Regions from separate parts of the Canis lupus genome. Here region 1 is linked to region 2. A link is a contact called in public Hi-C data. All regions are on one chromosome and are shown on one strand. Each heading gives the region's core, a stretch centred on a gene start, on an enhancer-like site or on the middle of the called end of the contact. The rest is flanking DNA. Distances are from core to core; before and after follow the strand shown. Region 1 holds the start of GLRX5 (glutaredoxin-related protein 5, mitochondrial). Region 2 overlaps SYNE3 (nesprin-3).

Region 1 (5,536 bases), core at 1,781-4,280, 55 kb after region 2:
GAGATCATAAACTGATAAAGGTTCCTGACTTATGTGTTCAAAACAACCAAGTGCATTGGAGTCTAAGTGCGGATTTCTGACAACTGTTACTTAAGAAGTATATTTTTGTCATGCCTTCATTATAGAATTTTTTCTTTTAATTCCGGTATACTTAACATGTAGTGTCAGATGTTTCAAGTGTACAACATAGTGATTCAGTCACTGTAGAATTTCTAAAGAGAAACCTCAAAACTAAAATGCCGAATCATACATAAGAGTTTGATGCTTTGGAAGAAATATTTTGAATACCAATGTTTTCACTTCTTTATTTAGAGTGTGCCATGATCAGGGGGACGGGCAGATAGAGGAGGAGAGAGGGAATCTCAGGCCGACTCCAAGTGGAGCCCAACTCGGGGCTCAGTCTCATGACCCTGAGATCATGACCTGAGCAGAAATCAAGAGACACTCAATGGACTGAGCCACCCACATGCTCTAAACCAGTGATGTTTGGTGCCAATACTCCAAGAGAGGTTTTAAGCCAAAGACAGAAAGGACTATATTTCACATACGTAATATTTCTTTTTTAAAGATTTTCTTTATTCATGAGAGACACACAGAGAGAGGCAGAGACAGAGGCAGAGGGAGAAGCAGGATCCATGCAGCGAACCCTGATGTGGGACTCGATCCCAGAACCCTGGGATCATGCCCTGAGCCGAAGGCAGATGCTCAACCACGGAGTCCCCAGACATCCCCCACATATGCAATGTTTTATATTTTTGGTTACTTTACTAAAAACTTAAAATTGAGACCCACTGTTTCAATTTCCTTGGGCTAGCTACCTGATTTGTCTTCCTGCCCTTGATCATGCTATCAAAGCCGCCCCACTGCGCATCCTGAAAGAACAGCAACGTGCTTTCCCATATCCTGAGGTGTCATCTATGTTCTTACACTCTACTGCGTGCAGCAACTCTACTTACTGTAGAGTTCGAAAAAACAGGCTCTGTATTCTCTCTGGTCAGGGTTACTCGTAATCGTTAACCACAGCTCTGTTCTCAGTTTAATAAAATGTCTGACAACCAAGAAAGGCGACTCTGCTTCCAAGCCACGGTTACTCACTGTCACACGTCTCCGCCTCTTCGGAATCGAAGTCTTGCAAGCTCGTCTCTCCATCCCAGTGAACACAAAAACAGAGGAGTTTAGAGGAGGCAATGAACAGTTTTAGATTTTTCAGGAACAAATTATCAGCATTTATTAAAAGCAAACAAACAAGCAAACCCAAACTTACCGAGGAAAAGTTGGGCGGTTTGGGAAATCATATATTCTCTACGGTAAGTACACCAGATGCTGCTCTTCTGCAACAACGCCTGGACTTCAGCACCCCCATTTCCTATAGTATTTGTGCTCACGGTGCGTGTTGCTCGGATTTACCTTGAATCCATGAATCTGGTGGGGCAGGGGGTGAGGGAGGGAGGGAGAAAAAAAAAGATTCTTTAAGAAGCCGATCAATGGGGAATCCCTGGGTGGCTCAGCGGTTTGGACCCTTTGGTCCGGGGTGCGATCCTGGAGACCTGGGATCGAGTCCTGTGTTGGGCTCCCCGCACGGAGCCTGCTTCTCCCTCTACCTGTGTCTCTGCCTCTCTCTCTCTCTCTCTATCATGAATGAATTAAAAAAAAAAAAATCTTAAAAAAAAAAAAAGAAGCCGATCAATATAGGGTCCTCCATCAGAAAACCATCCCACAACCACAGCATCAACAGGATGCTATGATACAAGAGAGATACAAGAAATGTATTATACAGGAGAGGACACAATACATGTGTCGCCGAGGAGCACTTCCGAGTCTTGAGTTTATTCTCAATTTACTAAGGTTGGAGTCTTGTGCTGAACGGTGACTTGCTAACAGAACCCCCGGGGGGGCCGCTTTTCTGATTTTAAGCCGGAGAAGCTCCAAAAACAGAAGCAGGTCACCTGCAGCCACAATTTTTAAGACACTCTTCAAAATCCCTAAAGATTTTAATTATTCACGATAAGACACACACACACAGAGAGAGAGAGAGAGAGGGAGAGGGAGAGGGAGCAAGAAGCAGGCTCCCTGCAAGGGAGGCCGACGCAGGACTCGATCCCAGGACCCCGGGGTCACGCCCTGGGCCCGAGGCAGATGCTCAGCCGCTGAGCCACCCGGGTGCCCCCCCCCACACACACACACTTTGTAAAACGAACTTGTAGCAGTGCTTAGTGTCCAACAGAAAGCGCTCCGTCTGTTGAACAATATCTTGCCTGCAGAGCTTCTCTTACTGTTGGTCGATAGATAACGACACTGCGCACAGTCATCATCACCGTGGCAACAGCACCCGGTAGCTATCGGAGGAACATTGCACATAGAGCCGCTGGCCTTGGGGCGGCCATGCCTCAGCTTCCTCCGGAGGATGCTCTTTCTGCGAGTCTGGTGTGCCCCCGGGTACCAGCCACCCAGCGCCGCGCCAGGACTGCAGACCGTGCGCCGCCCGCCTCCCGCGACCCGCCGCGACCCGCATCCCGAGCCCCGCTCCAGGCCCCGCGGGGCCACCCGGGTCGCAGGCCGAGGCTGCGGAGGGCCGCCCCGCCCCCACCCCTCCGGAGGCGGGACCGCGCGCCCGCTTACCGCGTTGCCACGGCAACGGAACCGGAACCGGAACCGGAACCTTCGCCTGGAGGTGCCTCCTTCCCGGCGACCCTCGGAGCCCGTCCGGCCTCGGGAGACAGGCAGCCACCCCGGAGTCTCCCGGCAGGCCCGTCCGCGCCCCGGAGGGAAGTCGCCTTCCGTCGCGTTCCGCCTCTGCGTGCCCGGCGTGACCCTGACGGACACCCGCTGTGTCCAATCAGCTGACAACGCGATGGCCGGCGGCCAATAGTGCGGCCGCAGGATGCGGCTCGGGTTGAAGGGCCGCCCCCAAGCTTGTCGGGAGGCCGGATGAGCCGCCTGATTGGTGGGCTCCAGGAAGTGCGGGCTAGCGTTGTCCAATCACGGGGAGGAGCTCGGAGGCGGCCCAATGGGGTGCTCCGGGGGGCGGGCCCCGGGAAGGCTCCCCGGGGTGCGCGGGGGCGAGCCGAGGTCTCGGCGGCGGAGCGCGGCGGCGATGAGCGGGTCCCTGAGCCGGGCGGCGGCGGCGCTGCTCCGCTGGGGGCGCGGCGCGGGCGGCGGCCTGCGGGCCCCGGGCGTGCGGGCGGCGGGCTCGGGCGGCGACGGCGGGGGCCGCTCGGCGGCGCAGCTGGACACGCTGGTGAAGAAGGACAAGGTGGTGGTCTTCCTCAAGGGGACCCCGGAGCAGCCCCAGTGCGGCTTCAGCAACGCCGTGGTGCAGATCCTGCGGCTGCACGGCGTCCGCGACTACGCGGCCTACAACGTGCTGGACGACCCCCAGCTCCGGCAAGGTCAGGGCCCGCCGGGGGCGCGGCGCGGCGCGGGGTCGGGGTCGGGGTCGGGCGGGGGCACGGCCCACCCCGCACACCTGCCGGCCTGGGCGTTCGGAGGCCCCAGCGCTTCACCGGCCCCCAGGCTGCACCGAGAGATGGCTGAGACCGCCCAGGCCCGGTCCGGGGAGAGTGTGCCCCGCGGGGGGGGGGGGGGGCACAGCCACCAGGAGGTCCAGGCCGCCTTGGGGGACGCGCTGAGGATGCTGGCCGGCCTCGTGGATACCGGGCTGGTGCTGTCGGTGGTAGCGAGGGAAGGCCGGAGTCGCTCTTGCCCTAGGCCTGCGGGGTCACTGACTCACCTGGTGCCTGAGGCTTGGGGTTGTTGCTGCAAGGAGGGGGTGGACCCAGCTCTGGGGCTGGTCTTAGTTGCGATCGCTTGCTGTGGGAGACAGAGGCAGGAGCTCTGGTGTTTTAAATTTTGCAGGCAGGGCGGGGTTTTGGGGGGGTTAGGGTTGGGAGAGGCTCGTGGGGAGCAGCAGCATGGGGAAACGACCCCTAGGTCCCAGCTAACTCAGGCTTGGAGCTGGAGGCATGAAGAGCCAGACAGGGTGTGGGAGCAGATGCAGCAGGTCTCACGGCTTTTCGCTGGCTCAGGGGAAGGAGGGGAGGCCCTGACAGATAATGAGTACCTCTTCTGCTGCTGAGCAGCATGCCAGGAACCCTACGTGCATTCTGCTCTTTATCCCAGTGGGGGAGGAGAAAAAGAGGGCAGAGGAGTCGGTGGATCTGCCCCTTGGTTGGCTAGAGTCCTTGATCAGAGCTGGTGGAGAAATGAGGCGGCTGTGCCTGCACCTCCTGGAGGGTGGCTTAGTATCCTGCATGCCAGTTAGAAACCTCCAGGGACAGAGGCCTGGCATCTCCCTGAGCCTGCTGCTATTCTTTAGTTACAGTGTTCTAAAAACAATTTTTAAGGCACCAGGTTCCCTGCTATTATCCTACAATAGAGTTCTGCATTTCGTTATTATGTACTTAGGACCGCTATTCCGAAGTTGAAATGATTGACCAAGGTCCTTCCTCCTTGATGGGACAGGCTGATGTGGTGGAAAGGCTTTGAGCTGGAATCCCACTGCAGTCAGTCAGCTGTGCAACCCTAAGTCGCACGATTGCATTTTCCCCTCTTGGCGATAGGAAGATACCGAAACCAAACTTGACAACGACTTTAGGAGGTAAAAAAGAGAGAGTAGAACATTTTAGAAAGTGCCCACCATTTTATCTGGCACACAGAATGGTAGTTGTTTTATCATTTGGACTTTAAGGTCTTCAGAGTATTTTTTTTTTTTTTTTCTCCCAGATTAATCCTTGGGAAAGTCTTGGTTTTCGTGGGTGGAAACTAGGAGGAGTGAAGGCAGATTAACATTACCAGCTCTGTGTGATAACTGCCCTGTATTAGGCTCCGGATCCTTGTTTTCCTGCTAGAACACCACCCTTTGCTAGGCCCTGGGGTGTTTTTTAAGGAGGGTGCTGCAGCCTTCGCCCAGCAGTGGCTGCTCTGCTTCAGAGATAAGATAGGAGAAGCTACTCTGCACTCTTTCAACCGGGTCCTCGCGACAGGTTCCCTGCAAATGGCTAGTATGGCTGTTAATAAACAAGTCGTGTCATTGATAGCTTGCTTAGTGCACGGTTTTGGGGATCTTTGGTTTGTGGTTTCTGTTCTGCTTATTTTTATTTTATTTTTTTAGTATTTATTTATTTTAGAGAGTGTGAGCACAAGGGGGAGGAGTGGAGGGAGAGAAATTAGGACTTGAACATATCTTTTGGGGGGACACAGCTCAACTCACAACACCAATCTTTTTTCTTTTTAACCATTTATTTATTTTAGAGAGAGCGCGGGGCAGCACGCACACAGGAGAGGGTGCAGAGGGAGAGGGAGAGAGAATCTCAAGCAGACTCCCTGCTGATTGGGAAGCCCCACACAGGGCTCTGTCCCGTGACCCTGAGATTGTGACCTGAGCCGAAATCAAGAGTTGGACGCTCAACTGACTAAGCCACCCAGGTGTCCCATGTTCCCCCACTTAATATAACTGGAGATGAGGTATACTGGAATATAAGGATAAAGTCGGAGCAGAAATAAGAAGATTTACGCATAGCACTTAGGTTCCTGTCTT
Region 2 (5,460 bases), core at 1,918-4,417:
CCCGCATCAGGTTCCCTACAGGGAGCCTGCTTCTCCCTCTGCCTATGACTCTGCCTTTCTCTCTCTGTGTCTCTCATGAATAAATAAATTAAATATTTTTTAAAAAAATAGTTACTTAAAACATTGATGTGTTAGTTAGTATACTTTGTAAAAGGCTGAGCTATGATGTAGATCCTTTTCCAACATGTGCAAAGGGGCAATGGTGTCAATCCTTTTTGTTACTTCCTATGAGAATGGCCTACCATGATGATGATGATAGAGGCATTTCGCCTCCTACCTGTGCCATCAAAGAGTGGCATTAAACAAGCTCCTTCCACAGGCTGCCTCTGTGGTCTAGGTGTGTCGGGGGGCGGGGTGTTGGCAGGCAGGGAAAATGGGGAGCAGGGAGCTACCCCAAGAGGGGGAAAGAGGTTCTGTTGGCTTGTTGATCCCGGCCAAGCGTCAGGACGCAGAAGGACGCCAGAGGATCATGGCTGCAGCAAGAACCCAACAGAATTGCCAAGTCCTGCTCAGCAGCAGGCTGCAACGTAGGCGACAAAGATACTATAGTGGTTAGTGTGGACTAAAGATCTGAGGGCCACTGCGGAATGTTCTGGGCCGAGTGAGATTACTCACCCCCTGCACAGAACTTCACACCACTCAGGAGCAGGGGTCCCACAGTGAGCTCAGAATGAATTACTTGCCATCCCCTGGGATTTAATTTAAGGACCTGGTATTTCTGACTCTCAGCGTTGAGGAGTAGACATAATGCCCACACCCTGAACTCGCAGGAGGGGTGCCATGGGAACTGCAGTTTTACAAACAGGGGTGCTGGGAAGCCACAGAAGCCTGGAGCTTTGCAGGCCAGTTCTCTGTGGAGGTTGGAGCGGCCTCTTCTATCCCTGCTGCCCAGATGAGGCCCCAGCAGAATCCAGCTCCATAAACCAGGGAGCCAACAGCCGTGGGGGAAGAAGCTAAGTTCTGTCTCTCCGTCAGCCCCAGAGACAGAGCCAGCGGGGCCTGGAAAGTCCCCATGAGGACAAGAGCCCCCCTTTCCCACATCCTGTGTGACCTCCCCTAGGCCTCTGGCCCTTTGCGTTTCTGACTCCCTGCTCAGAGGGGCGTAGGCTGGACCCCAAGGTCCCCTGCCCTTGGCAGGGAGTGCTCTGCGGCTTCCCTGCCCAAGAGAGAAGAGCCGGCCAGGCCCAAAGCAGGCGGAACACCAAGCCCCATCTGGCCCGAAGCTGACACATCTGCCCGCAAGCTGAAACATCAACCAACGGGATATTTGCTGTGGGCCCGGGACCAGGAGGCCAGAGGCCGGGCCTAAGCTTCTAAGAAGCAGATTCTGCCTTTCTTCACTACGGTTGTGATCATGCTCTTCGGTTGGTGGGAGGCTCTTTTCTAGCTGATTAGCAGCAAGATCCAGGAGTGTGTGGCAGGAGGGACTGGCCCGCTGGGAAGGGGTACTTGAACTGCAGCCACAGAATGACCCTGATTGGAAGGAGCAGTGAGGACCAGACTGGTGGGGGTTGGAGGAGAGAAGGCCTCAGAGGAGAGAAGAACAAATAGATAAGGAAAGCTGGAGGAACGAGGTTAGTCAGGGCTTGTCCTCAATGCAGCCAAGACCAGGCAGGCGCTGTGCTGGGTACTATGCTCAGTACTATACTGAGTACTATGCGGGGCACTATGTGCAGTACTGTGCTGGATACTGAGTTGGGTACTGTGCTGGATATTATGCTGGGCATGTGCTGGGCACTGTGTTGAGTACTACGCTTGGCATTGAGTTGAGCGCTGTGCTGGGTCCTATGCTTTGTACTACATGGGGTATCAAGTTAAGAACTGTGCTGGGCACGGCGCTAGGTGCTATACTGGGTACTATTCTCCATACTCTGCTGGGTACTGTGTTGGGCACTGGGGTCCCAGATGAACAAATAAGGCCTGATGCTTGCAGGCTGTGGCTGAGAGCACAGATGACTGTCAATGAGCCACAGATACCACAAAATAATGATCGGAGCTCCAATGAGGGATGTGGGGAAACCCAAGGAGGCTCCGTGCATAGGTGGCATTGGCACCGAGTCTTAGTGACACGCAAGCATCTGTGATGGGGGCTTGAGCAGAGGCAGAGAACCACGATGTGTTCAGGCACAGTGTGTCCAACATCTGGAAGCCAAGTTCTGGGAAATGCAGCCTGTATCGGACCACACAGGAGCCTGGAAGGCAGCTAGGAAGCAGCCCGGCTGAGGCTAGGCCCCGAGTGCAGGGCCACGGAGGCTGGGAACCAGTGGGCAGAGAGACAGGACGCTGGGACTCGGGGGACCAGCTCCTGGAGGCTGGGCATGGGCAGGGAGGGTCGGCACACATGTGATCCTGGCATCGAAACCACCTCACCCATGGGGCTGGCTCTGCCAGGGTGCCTGCACTTTGCCAAAGGCACCAGTAAGTCATTCGCCTCCAGGGTCCCTCCCTCCTGCAAGGTGACAACCAGCACCCCCACCTCCACCCCAACAAGCTGAGGCTCCCGAGGTGCCACGGCCACAGTGGGGATTCGAACCCCAGCTGGCCAGTCCTATTTCCCAGGAGCAACACTCTCTCCAGTCTCCCTTTGCAGAAGGCTTCCACCACCATGAGGGTCCTAGAGCTGCCAACACTCCTCGTGCAGAAGGCAGGGAGGGCAGGACGGCATGGGATGTGCTCCTGGCCCCGTGGCTATGAGGCATCAGAGCTGGATTGGAACTCACATCCTGGCACTGAGGCAGACAATTACCAGGAGTGCACATCACTGAGCCGCTGGGGTGCCCCCCACCAGGCCCCAGAGAGAGGTCCCATGGACTGGGGAGGTAGGAAAGTCACCAGTTGCTCCCTTCACCAGAGGGCCTGAGCGAAATGTTTTTTTTTTTTCTTTTTTTAAAGATTTTTAAATTTATTTATTCATGAGAGACACAGAGAGAGGCAGAGACACAGGCAGAGGGAGAAGCAGGCTCCCTGCAGGGAGCCCGATGCGGGACTCAATCCCGGGTCCCCAGGATCAGGCCCTGGGCTGAAGGTGGCGCTAAACCACTGAGCCACCCGGGCTGCCCAAATGTTTTCTTTCTTATTGCGAAATTGGTTTTGACATGTCAAAGCCCAGAAAACAGCACGCCTGAGCCCCGTGGGAGAGCCTGCGTGGGAGCACCCAAGATGTGACCCCTCCGCCTAGGTTCCAAGTCCTAAGGACCACCCTCGCCTTGGCTTATGCCTGACCCACACCCAGGGCAATGAGCTGCCAGGGTAAGAGTGTGAGGCCCAAAGGGATTAGTTCCCGAGACACCAAGTACTCGCGCAGGGCTGCGGTGTTCCAGGACAGACATCAGGAGATGGGGCTGGGGCTAGGAGCGCTTCATTTCACAAGCACGGCCACACCCACGCGAACGGGCATTCCAAGTAGAGGCAACGGCACAGGCCAGAGGCTTGCTGAGAGGACCTCGAGGCTCTCTGCTAACAGGAGAGGATGTGCCCTCGGCAGGCGGGATGGCTGGAGAAGCCGAGGCCAGCAGAGTCGTGTAGACAGTGGGAGACTCTGATGCCAGGTGGAGTTTGGTTTTTCTCCTTGGTGGGCAATGGGGAGCCATGGAAGGCTTTAGAGGAGGGGAATAACATCAATGACATCATGGGACCCTCGTGTGGCGTGGATTATGTGCATACCTGTCCCCTTCTATGCGGTGAGCCCCTGAGTAAGGCGCCCCTCACCTGCCTCCCTGCTCCAGGTGCCCACACAGGGATGGCCAGTGACGCTCCAGACTCAGCCCTGGGTTCAGGCCCTGACAAGATCAATTTCTTTTCCTTTCTTTTTTTTTAAGATTTTTATATATTTATTCACGAGAGACCCAGAGAGAGAGGCAGAGACACGGGCAGAGGGGAGCCCGATGTGGGACTCGATCCCAGGACCCGGGGATCACGCCCTGAGCCAAAGGCAGATGCTCCATCACTGAGCCATTCAAGTGCCCCCAAGATCAATTTCTTGAGTTTTGGCTCATCGCTGTGTCTCAGAACCGCATTTTATTATTGAAAATTAGGGACAATAAAACCACATTCACCAGGCTTTCGTAAAATTAAACAGGAAAGCGATTAGCGCAGCCCCAAGCACAGAGCAGGTGTTGAATGAGTGTCAGGTCCCCGCTCCCAGTGATCCGGGAGGACTCATTATTTGATAAATGCCTGCTGGTGACAATAACAGTGCTGATGGTGACAAAGGCCAAGTCTGACGAGGGAAGGGGCTTTGGGTTGCCAACTCCTCTCCCCACTCCAGGCTCGCCCGTCCCTTCAATCCCTGACCATCCAAGTTTCCAATCCACCATCCCCCTGTTGCAGAAGAGACGTCCAAGCGCCCGGGCTCGCTGTTCCAAGCTGTCACCCTCTGAGCCCTGACCACCCCTCTGGCCCTGTCCCCTGCTTCCGCCTGATGGCTGGTGCTCCCCTATAGCCTTGTTGAGGTTCTGAGCATGTGCTACAGACTGTGCCCACCTCTGGGCCTTTCCTACACTATTGTCCCTGCCTGGAGCTCCCTCCTCACCCCCCTCACCCCTGCATCCCCCAAGCTGATTACCTCCTCTATGAGCTTCAATAGCAAAGTCACTTGTCCCCAGAGGCCTCCCTTGATCACCCAGGCTGGAGGACGTGACCTCACTGGGGCTTTTCAAGAGCCCTGGGTTCTCTGCTCACTTCACTGTCCAACTGGGAAGCCTATGACCATGACGTAAAAGTGTTCCCATCTTTCTGCCATGATGGTCACTTGGTGGAGGCGGGGGGGGGGGGGGGCGTTTACCAGGCCCATCAAGCACCTGGTCTTGGTTGTCATAGAAGGACACGTGGCCCAGGATGGCGAGGGCTCAGATGGCGCTACACCAGGAGGCAGGCAACGTAAGCCATGGAGAGAGGCAGGCCCCTCCACGCCTACCTCGCAGGAAGAGCAGGGCTGTATTTAATTAAGGTGTGTGGCAAGGGGCTGCGTCGGGAGCAACCTGAGGGCAGGGACCAGGGATGAATCCATCACCCGGTGGTCCCACGGCCACAGTTTGACACCTGACACAGGGGAAGCTAGTGAAAAAATGTGACTCAAAGTGACAGGTCTCTGGTCCACCAGAGCCAGGCCAGTGAAGGCATGAGAAGCACCATTCTGAGATCCTTAGCCCTACCCCTTTCTAGAAAGGAAGCAAAATGAGGCCAGCAAGAAGCAGAGCTGGGAGTTGAACCCAAGATGTCCAGACTCCAAAGTCTGTCCTCTCTCAAGTCCAGTGAGCTGTTCTATCAAACAGAACACCCAAGAAACTAGAATGCCCTGCTCTCTGCCCTGCCAGGCATGGTTTTATTGTGAATACCCCGTCTCTGATCATCTGAGAAGCACATGACACTGCAGGGAAGCAGAAAGCTCATCTGACAAGGACTCAGAAGATTCAAATTCCAGGATGGAATATCCCATCCAGAGACCTTTCCACCTTCGAC

What was found. Hi-C and Micro-C count contacts between places; a contact is called where the count stands out from the background.
Region 1: a Hi-C map of liver shows a contact between it and region 2, with 3 times the contacts expected there. The contact joins the promoter of GLRX5 here to the enhancer-like site in region 2. A contact is called at or near these places in 4 of 9 Hi-C or Micro-C datasets (blood and liver).

What each region holds. Positions count from the first base shown.
Region 1 is chr8:64,708,182-64,713,717 of UU_Cfam_GSD_1.0, forward strand. It overlaps GLRX5 (glutaredoxin-related protein 5, mitochondrial), which reads left to right and starts at 3,031. Exons shown (of 2, transcript XM_038545655.1): 1 at 3,031-3,389. The coding sequence starts at 3,095. It also overlaps LOC119873129.
Region 2 is chr8:64,652,739-64,658,198 of UU_Cfam_GSD_1.0, forward strand. The region is part of intron 2 of SYNE3 (nesprin-3); the gene reads right to left. Among named protein-coding and RNA genes, the nearest start is that of SYNE3, 39 kb to the right of the region's middle. Within about 2 kb of position 3,168, at least 1 of the 20 cell types and tissues checked has an H3K27ac peak or open chromatin away from gene starts, as enhancers often do. A contact at or near this core is called in liver, where this site is marked.